2 separate regions of the Danio rerio genome follow, and region 1 is linked to region 2. The links are chromatin contacts, called in public Hi-C maps. All regions are on one chromosome and are shown on one strand. Each heading gives the region's core, a stretch centred on a gene start, on an enhancer-like site or on the middle of the called end of the contact. The rest is flanking DNA. Distances are from core to core; before and after follow the strand shown. Region 1 holds the start of ddx52 (DEAD (Asp-Glu-Ala-Asp) box polypeptide 52). Region 2 holds the start of rbmx2 (RNA binding motif protein X-linked 2).

Region 1 (3,803 bases), core at 106-2,605, 220 kb before region 2:
ATCAAGGGTTAAAAACCTCACAAGGGAGAGTAAATAATTATATTATATAATACTTTTTGGGTGAACAATCCCTTTAACAGACATTTTAAATATTCCTGCTGAAAGAAAAATAAACGTGAAATATTCTCTACACATTAATGCACTATGCTCATACCTTCTCATTATGAAGCTGCTTTAACCTTTTTAAAGAAGGCTTGTCTTTCGACTCTTGCTTCGCCTCTTTCGTCTTGTTTTGCAAAGACATCCATTGGATCCCTTCTCCCTCTCTTGTCTCAGGTTCTGCATCTGTTTCACCACAAAATGGAGAAAGAGGGGTTTAAATTTAAATCCTAACATAAAATATTTGAAGAGCTTGAAAGGTGCTTTACCTTCAGATTTTCTCTTGGCTCCTTTCTTTTTCTTTCGAGCGGCTTTCACTGACTCTGTAGCCTGTTTCTGCTCCTCATCACTTGCTTCTCCTTCTTCAGCATCATCTTCATTTGGTCTGGAATCCAGAGATGTGTCCTCTTGTGTTTCTCTGCCAAAATATCTAATTCCGGACAGCTGATCTGAGCTGTCCTTGCTCTGAGATTTTCCTACCTGCGAGAAGAATTACACAATAATTAGCAGTCATTAAATTAGCATGTTGATATTTAAAAATATTTAAATGGGGTTTACTCACCCTTTACTTGTTTCAAACCTTAATGAGTTTTTTTCTTCTGTTTCAACACAAAAGCAGATACTTTGAAGAAAGCTGAAAACCTGTAACCATTTACTCCCATAGTACTTGTTTTTCTTACTGTTAAAGTCAATGGTTCTTTTCAGCTTTCTTGAAAATATCTTCTTAAGTGTTCAACAAAATAAAGAAACTCGTAAAGATTTGAAACCACTTGAGAGTGCGTAAATAATGAGTACATTCAGATTGTTGGGTGAACTATCCCTTTAATATCTGAAATTACATGACATATGGTGTGCAACCGAGAACAAACTGTAAAATTCAAAACGTTTAAAACGTCTAATAGTATTTATAATATTACTACTGTGTACGAACACTCTTTTTGCGCTACTTGGGTTTACTTGCATTAGCATTAGCATTCCCATAGAGATTCAATGGAAAATGAAAACACATGTTAGCCATGTGGGAGCATTTCAGGTTGAAAACTACACATTGCTTTGTATTTACGAAACAACAGCCTAATAGACATGAGCTCTATTGTGTACTTTACATCAGACCTACCTTAAATCGCTCTGCATCTTTTGCAAACCTTTTTAAATCAAACTTTGCTCCAGACCCAAGCTTTCTAAACAAGTCAAAGGCGTCCATTGATGCTGAGTACAGACACGACTAGTCGATCGCGATTTCATTATTAACGTACATTCGGCGTTTGATTATTTCGCCTTCTTATTTTTTTCATTTCTTGTTCACAAGAGAGCGCTGTTTCCTTTTTAATAAACACACAGGCCAGAAGGTATTTATGGAAGTCATTTAAATGTTTTTTCTTCTACTTTTCTTTTCCTTTAATAATACATTTGTGTAACTGCCAATAATATATATATATATATTATTATATATATACATACATACATGTACATGGTCATTTATGATAACACTAGTCTATATTAAAATGATAAATGAAATTATATTATGGTACACTTGTGGATTTATAAAAGTATGCAAGCATATACACTTTCTTTTGGAATATATTTTAATATTTTGTAAGAAATTATTCAACTGAAACATTGCAATTATGTATTTTTATATTGATTTTAATTCTCTTAAGCTCAATTATATATTGATTATAGTTCAACTCAATTCAGTTTGGGTTTATTTCTATAGCACTTTTACAATGCAGATTGTGTGAAAGCAGCTTAACATAGAAGTTCTGGTAAATTGAAACAGTGTCAGTCCAGTTTTCAGAGTTGAAGTTCAGTTTAGTTGGTTAAATTTTCCCTGCTAAAAGTCCAAACACTAAAGAGCAAATCCATTGATGAGCAGCTCCACAAGTCCCAAACCAAGCAAGCCATGATGACAGTGGTGAGCAACAAAAATTCTCAAATTGATGAAAGTGAAGGGAAAAAAATCTGAAACCAAGCTCAGTAGGGGACGGCCATTTCTCCTCTGGCAAAACTTCTTGTGCTCAGCTGCAGTCTATGCGCCGGAGGCTGGAGAACACTACATCTATTGTGGAGAGGCTGCAGGTGTGAGCAGGTCACCGGTGGTTGTACAGGCTGGCCCAAAAGATCAATGCGGAGACTGGTCAGTCACTGGGTCTTTCAGGAATCAGTCTTATGCTCTCTCCTCTCATGACCACCACAGCATCTGCTCAGGATTAGGCCTGGTTCAGGATTATGGAGACCTCAAAGTTGGCATCATCTTTTCACAGGACTTGAATAGGCTAAATTAATAGCTAAATATGTATTTATTCCTCTAGCAAGCTTGTCTATTTTAGGAGAATGTTTCTTAATAAACTGTCGGATAGTTTTTGGTTACCAAAAAAACAAAAAAGACCTACAAAGAATGTTCTCTCTCATTTTGGCCCCGAAAATGAAATTATATGGGAACTTTGGAAAACTTTCACTGTTTGCTGATTTAACCTAACCAGCAAACATACAAAAGATGTGTTGCGATGCAAAGAAGGTTTTTATTATCACAAACTTGTCTATTTCATTGATTCCATATATGAAGCGAGCGAAAGAGTGAAAGCCAGAGAGAGTTTACACACCGCATTCCAGAGCCATAGATCATTAACAGAAATAAACGTCTTCCTATGACAGAAGGAAATCGAGCTTTCAGTCACATGAGAAAACTTTTCTGTATAGTCGTTACTGACTGCACGCCTCTGGGGATCATGGTCTTCAAGCTGGTCAAGTCAAAAGCAGAAATGAAATTACGTAATAGTACAGTATGAAGTAATCCAGCAGATGCACATGTATCTGTATACAATTAAATAATAATAATATTAATAATATGAAAAAAGTGTCAGATAAAGTATTAAAGTTTATCTGAGAGTAATCAGATTAAACTACATAGCCTGTCACAGGTATCACATACTGTATATAGACCTATAGGTTTACAGGATGTGCACATGCTATATATGGGTTTTACTTCTGCTTTTTTTTCTCCATCAGCTTTGCCACTTAGCTACATTACTTCCTGTTACAGCATAACATAATACTAGGGGAGTTTGGGAGAATGGGTTTCATTTCTGTGTATGAAGCTGTGCGGCTGGAGGCACATTGTAAGTGTTCTGCTCTAATCTTTTCTGTTCTGTTATGTTCTGTTTAAATGAATGAATGAAAACAGATTTTTTTAAGACGAAAATGATAATTAAATGTAAATTATATGCCAAATGGCTACATATTTATCACACACTGTAATTCCACTAGTTTTGAAAAGTTCTGAATTTATCAAATTCTATTTATCAAAATACTTATTTCATTTTATTTATTAATATTATTTTATTTTCTAGCCAACTGCTTATTTTAAGCACTATCTCGGCTCTACAAGTGTCACAAACAACACGTTTCTGCTGCTCGTGTCCGTGTTGCTGGAATGAAGTATTTCAGGTTGCGCTATAAGATTCTTTGTTATGCTTGTGAGAGGAACAGTTTGTTTCATCATTGTACAGTAATCATGATAGCATCAAACTTTTGATATATTTTAATGACATCATATGTTTATATGTCTTAAAGATTTATTCATTAATTTCACATATTTAAACAATAGCTTCGGTTTCCCCTAAACACACGTGCTATAGGTGAATTGAAATAACTAAATTGGCCGTAGTGTATATGCGTGACTGAGTGTGTATGGGTGTTTCCTA
Region 2 (3,962 bases), core at 847-3,346:
GAATAATTCTGACTTCATGGTTTGAATTGCAATGTTCTGTCTAGTAAATGAATGCAACATAAAAAATACAACAATAAATGTAAATCACTTTGAAATTGTACAAGGTCAGATCACTGTGTACCAGTGTGGGTTTCTGGAGGACTAAAATCATGCCATTGTCTACAAAAACACACATTTAGTTAAACAGATGAATGCTGCCACCATCTGGCAGAATGTAAATATAGTCCATCCAGACAGCATCTTAGCTTCCATAACAGGCATGCCCAAAACTCAGTCCTGGAGGGCCGGTGTCCTGCAGAGTTTAGCTCCAACTTGCTTCAACACACTTGCCTAAAAGTTTCTAGTATGCTATTTAAAGCTTGATTAGCTTGTTCAGTCAAGTTTAACTAGGGTTGGAGCTTAATTCTCCAGGACTCCGGCCCTCCAGGACCGAGTTTGGGCACCACTGGTCTATAATAATGATTGCCGAAGTGCTGTGACAGATTGATCTATCTTTTGGTCCACAGCCATAATGTAACTATGTAATAATGTTCATCATTTCCTCACCGATGAAGACCCAGGCGCTGTTTTTATAGACTGAATGCCAGGACACAGTCTCTTTGATGCCCAGCTGAGCTTCTCTTTCATTCAGTTCATTGATCAGCTTCACTTTGGTCAGTGGACTACATTTAATGAAGAAAAAAAAAAAACAGAAAAAAAGACAGATAATGAATATATGTTTGCTTGTTCATTCATTTTGTGGGCCACAATATGTCATTTTGTTTATTATTCTGTTATGGTGACTAAACCAAAATATGAGAAAATGCAGTATATTCAGGATTAGGGCTGCACAATATATTGCTTTAACATCGATATCGCAATGTACAAATATGCAATAGTCACACTGCAGCATCCGCAGTGTTGAGTTGTGATTACAATGACCAGGAATTACATTTCAGAACATAATTTTTGGAGTCATCGCAAATTTGAATCCTAACAGAGTGAAAGATTTTCATTTGGATGCGTTTTAAGGAACTGTGACAAGTGAAAGTAAACCAAGAAATTTTAGTTTTATAGTTTAGAGATTTAACAAAGAATAAAATTGTTTCTAGTTACTACAATTAATACAATATAATGTTATTTGATTAATGTTAGTTTAATATTCTTAGACTCCACAGAAAACCATAAAACACAAAACAAACAAACACATTCTACTGCATTTATCTATGCTTACAAATTGTTTATAATGTTTCATGCAAATATTTGAATTGTTTACACAGAGTTATTTAGGTAATCTTTTGTGAAATCATATTTATATCGCAATGTATATTGCAGAAAACTAAAAACCGCAATGTCATTTTTTTTACCCAATGTCGTGAACCCCTATTCAAGATTCATTATGACTTTGACACTTTTTACAGCCTAAAATCTTTAAAAATTAAAGATGTCAACACAATAAACATTGATGTATATGGTTTTGTTATGCAAGTCAATAGTTTTGTCCCACTGATAACATTTCTTCTATATTCAACATACAATGTAAACTGATAATTGGTCACAAAAGATTATCGTTTTCGTAAAGGAATCATACATGTTTATATTCATTTTTAGACAACACAATACCAATGTTTTAAATAACGACGAGTTAAGAAATCTGAATTTAGTAGACAAAAATTGACTTTATATCACAACAAAGTAAAATGATTATTATTCTGACCAGTTGTAAGCTTATGAAAAAAGATATACTTTAATGAGTTGATAAAACTAAAAATGATTTCTCAATAACAAGTAAATAACAATTGAACAACGTTCCACGACAAAACATTTCTATTATAAAAAATATTTTAATTATATTATTATTCCAGTAAAACACATGTAACTGAATGTTAATGTTTAATGTAACAGTTTTCGTTTATATTTATGCTAGCTTTAGCTGTTGCTGCAAACCAGAGGCTTCTGGCTGTATCGACATTTCATTCCATGACTGAATAGTCTAATTAAATTCTCAAACGTACAAGAAACACGGTATAACAAATGTATTGAAAATATTTTAATCAAACGCAAACATTTAACTCATCACTTACTTCATTTTGGTGAATCGAAGTCACTCCGGAAATAGTTTCTTTTTCGCAGTCCACACGTGGTGCCATTGTCTTCCGGTTTAGACAAAAGGATTGTGGGATGTGTATTTGACTGACTGTCCATACGGCGTTTTTGTAGTAAAACCATGCTAATTGCAAAGTAGCTAAATTATTTCGCTAAATCATTAAAACAGTGGTAAATAATAAAAAAAATGAACAAAAAACAAATAAACAAACAAACAAACGAACGAATCATGCTTACAACACTGCTAAAAATTAATAGTTTCTGTCAGTTTGATTGAATTATAGCCTACATTTTCCTCAGTTTAGAGGCTTAAATGGTTGAATTAGCAAAAATTTCAGCAATATTTACTGCATTTTTGTTATTTTGTACCTTAAACAGGCTCTAAAGGAAACAAAGAGAAAACTAGATGTGATGATTAACTTAATGTCTTCATAAAAATAGGCTATAGCATCATATTTGACAGAAATGATTTATCAAAATAAACAATTCTTTGTTGAAAAGCTTTATTAGAAATATCATGGAAAATTCTAACATTTATCAAACCAATCAACCAAGATGTTTAATCAATAGGGTTTTTCAGCCAAAGATAAACATCCGGTGAAAGCTTAATGTGACTATTTTCAGTTTCATAAGGTTCCTTTCACAGCATCGATGTTGTAATGTAATAACACTTTCAGTTAAATAGACTTAAGCATTCATTCAGTTGTTCAAGAGTAACAAGATAAAAGACCGTGTACAGATAGCGCCGTCAAGATCAGCAGGCTGCAGAAACTTCATACCAGAAAATACTGGGGTAAACATGTTGGGGGAAATGTCATTTAAATCAGTGATTCTTGTCCGGTCTGAAACCCACATATCGAATATCTAACACGCAGTAAAGATCACTAATTTTCAAAGAAATCAGACCTTAAATGTGGCAATTTTATAACAGAAAGACACTGAAAGCCCTGGGGCTGCCTTACTAAAATTAAAAGTCAGTGTACATATACCCCATCAGCACAGCAGGCCTCTGATTTAATTTAATTGCACACAACAATTTAACTTACAGAGCTTTCATCATAAAATTAGCCCCAAAATGTTATCTTACTAATAAAGACAGATTATTTTGAGGTATAATGACATGTGACTCTTATGTAAGCAATATACTATTGTGAAATATTGATTTCCCTTTGTGGCCATATAAAATAACACAAATGTTCCAAACTAGGATTTACACTGCATAATTTATTTTCTAGGATTTTTTTTTTGGCATGTTTCTAGTCCAAATATCAAAAAATTACTCTTATATCAAGAAGCATTTTCTAGGTAAGCAAAACATATTGTCTTGTTTTGAGAAATAATATGCCAATATTAAGTGATTTTTTCCTTAAAACAAGCTAAATAATCTGCCGATGGGGTGAGCAAAATAATCTTGTTTCTCCTTTTGACATAAGATTTTTTTTTACCCCATTGGCAGACTATTTTGCTTGGGACTTGTTCTTTTTATAGAAGTTAGGGTTAATTACAAGTAAAGTTTGACAAAAAATTGGGTTTCTCTTGTTGATGTACATTAAGCTTTTTTCATGCTAAGCATTTTAGAATGTCCCCTCATCGATAATTGTAAAATCTTAAAGGCAACAGTGATATGCAAAATGTCTGTCTTCTTTCCTGTCTTTTAATAACTGCTAGTTCAAGAATAAGCAAAATAATGTTACCTTGTTGTTGTTGTTTATGAAAAAAACTTGATTGCCAACCTTTCTCTGTTTGAGTTTAACAAAAGTTAATCCCATAATTTGCTCAGGAGTCATGGGGTGTAGAAAACAGGCTGATCGAGTAGTTTCTTTTTGAAGTAAGTAGTTTCTTTTTTCAAGTAATTGTTTAGCATTAATCTCCTAGGA

The links. Hi-C and Micro-C count contacts between places; a contact is called where the count stands out from the background.
Region 1: a Hi-C map of an unstated tissue shows a contact between it and region 2, with 2.5 times the contacts expected there. The contact joins the promoter of ddx52 here to the promoter of rbmx2 in region 2. A contact is called at or near these places in 2 of 18 Hi-C or Micro-C datasets (caudal fin and an unstated tissue) and 1 of 4 datasets of contacts at active chromatin or transcription factors (embryo).

Annotation. Positions count from the first base shown.
Region 1 is chr21:42,160,759-42,164,561 of GRCz12tu, reverse strand. It overlaps ddx52 (DEAD (Asp-Glu-Ala-Asp) box polypeptide 52), which reads right to left and starts at 1,355. Exons shown (of 15, transcript NM_001044315.2): 1 at 1,217-1,355; 2 at 369-579; 3 at 155-285. The coding sequence starts at 1,303. tlr22 (toll-like receptor 22) reads left to right here and starts at 3,169. Exons shown (of 2, transcript NM_001128675.2): 1 at 3,169-3,218.
Region 2 is chr21:41,942,374-41,946,335 of GRCz12tu, reverse strand. rbmx2 (RNA binding motif protein X-linked 2) reads right to left here and starts at 2,096. Exons shown (of 7, transcript NM_001025166.1): 1 at 2,064-2,096; 2 at 547-662. The coding sequence starts at 2,068. It overlaps LOC141379897 (a long non-coding RNA gene), which reads left to right and starts at 2,158. Exons shown (of 4, transcript XR_012396860.1): 1 at 2,158-3,390; 2 at 3,866-3,913.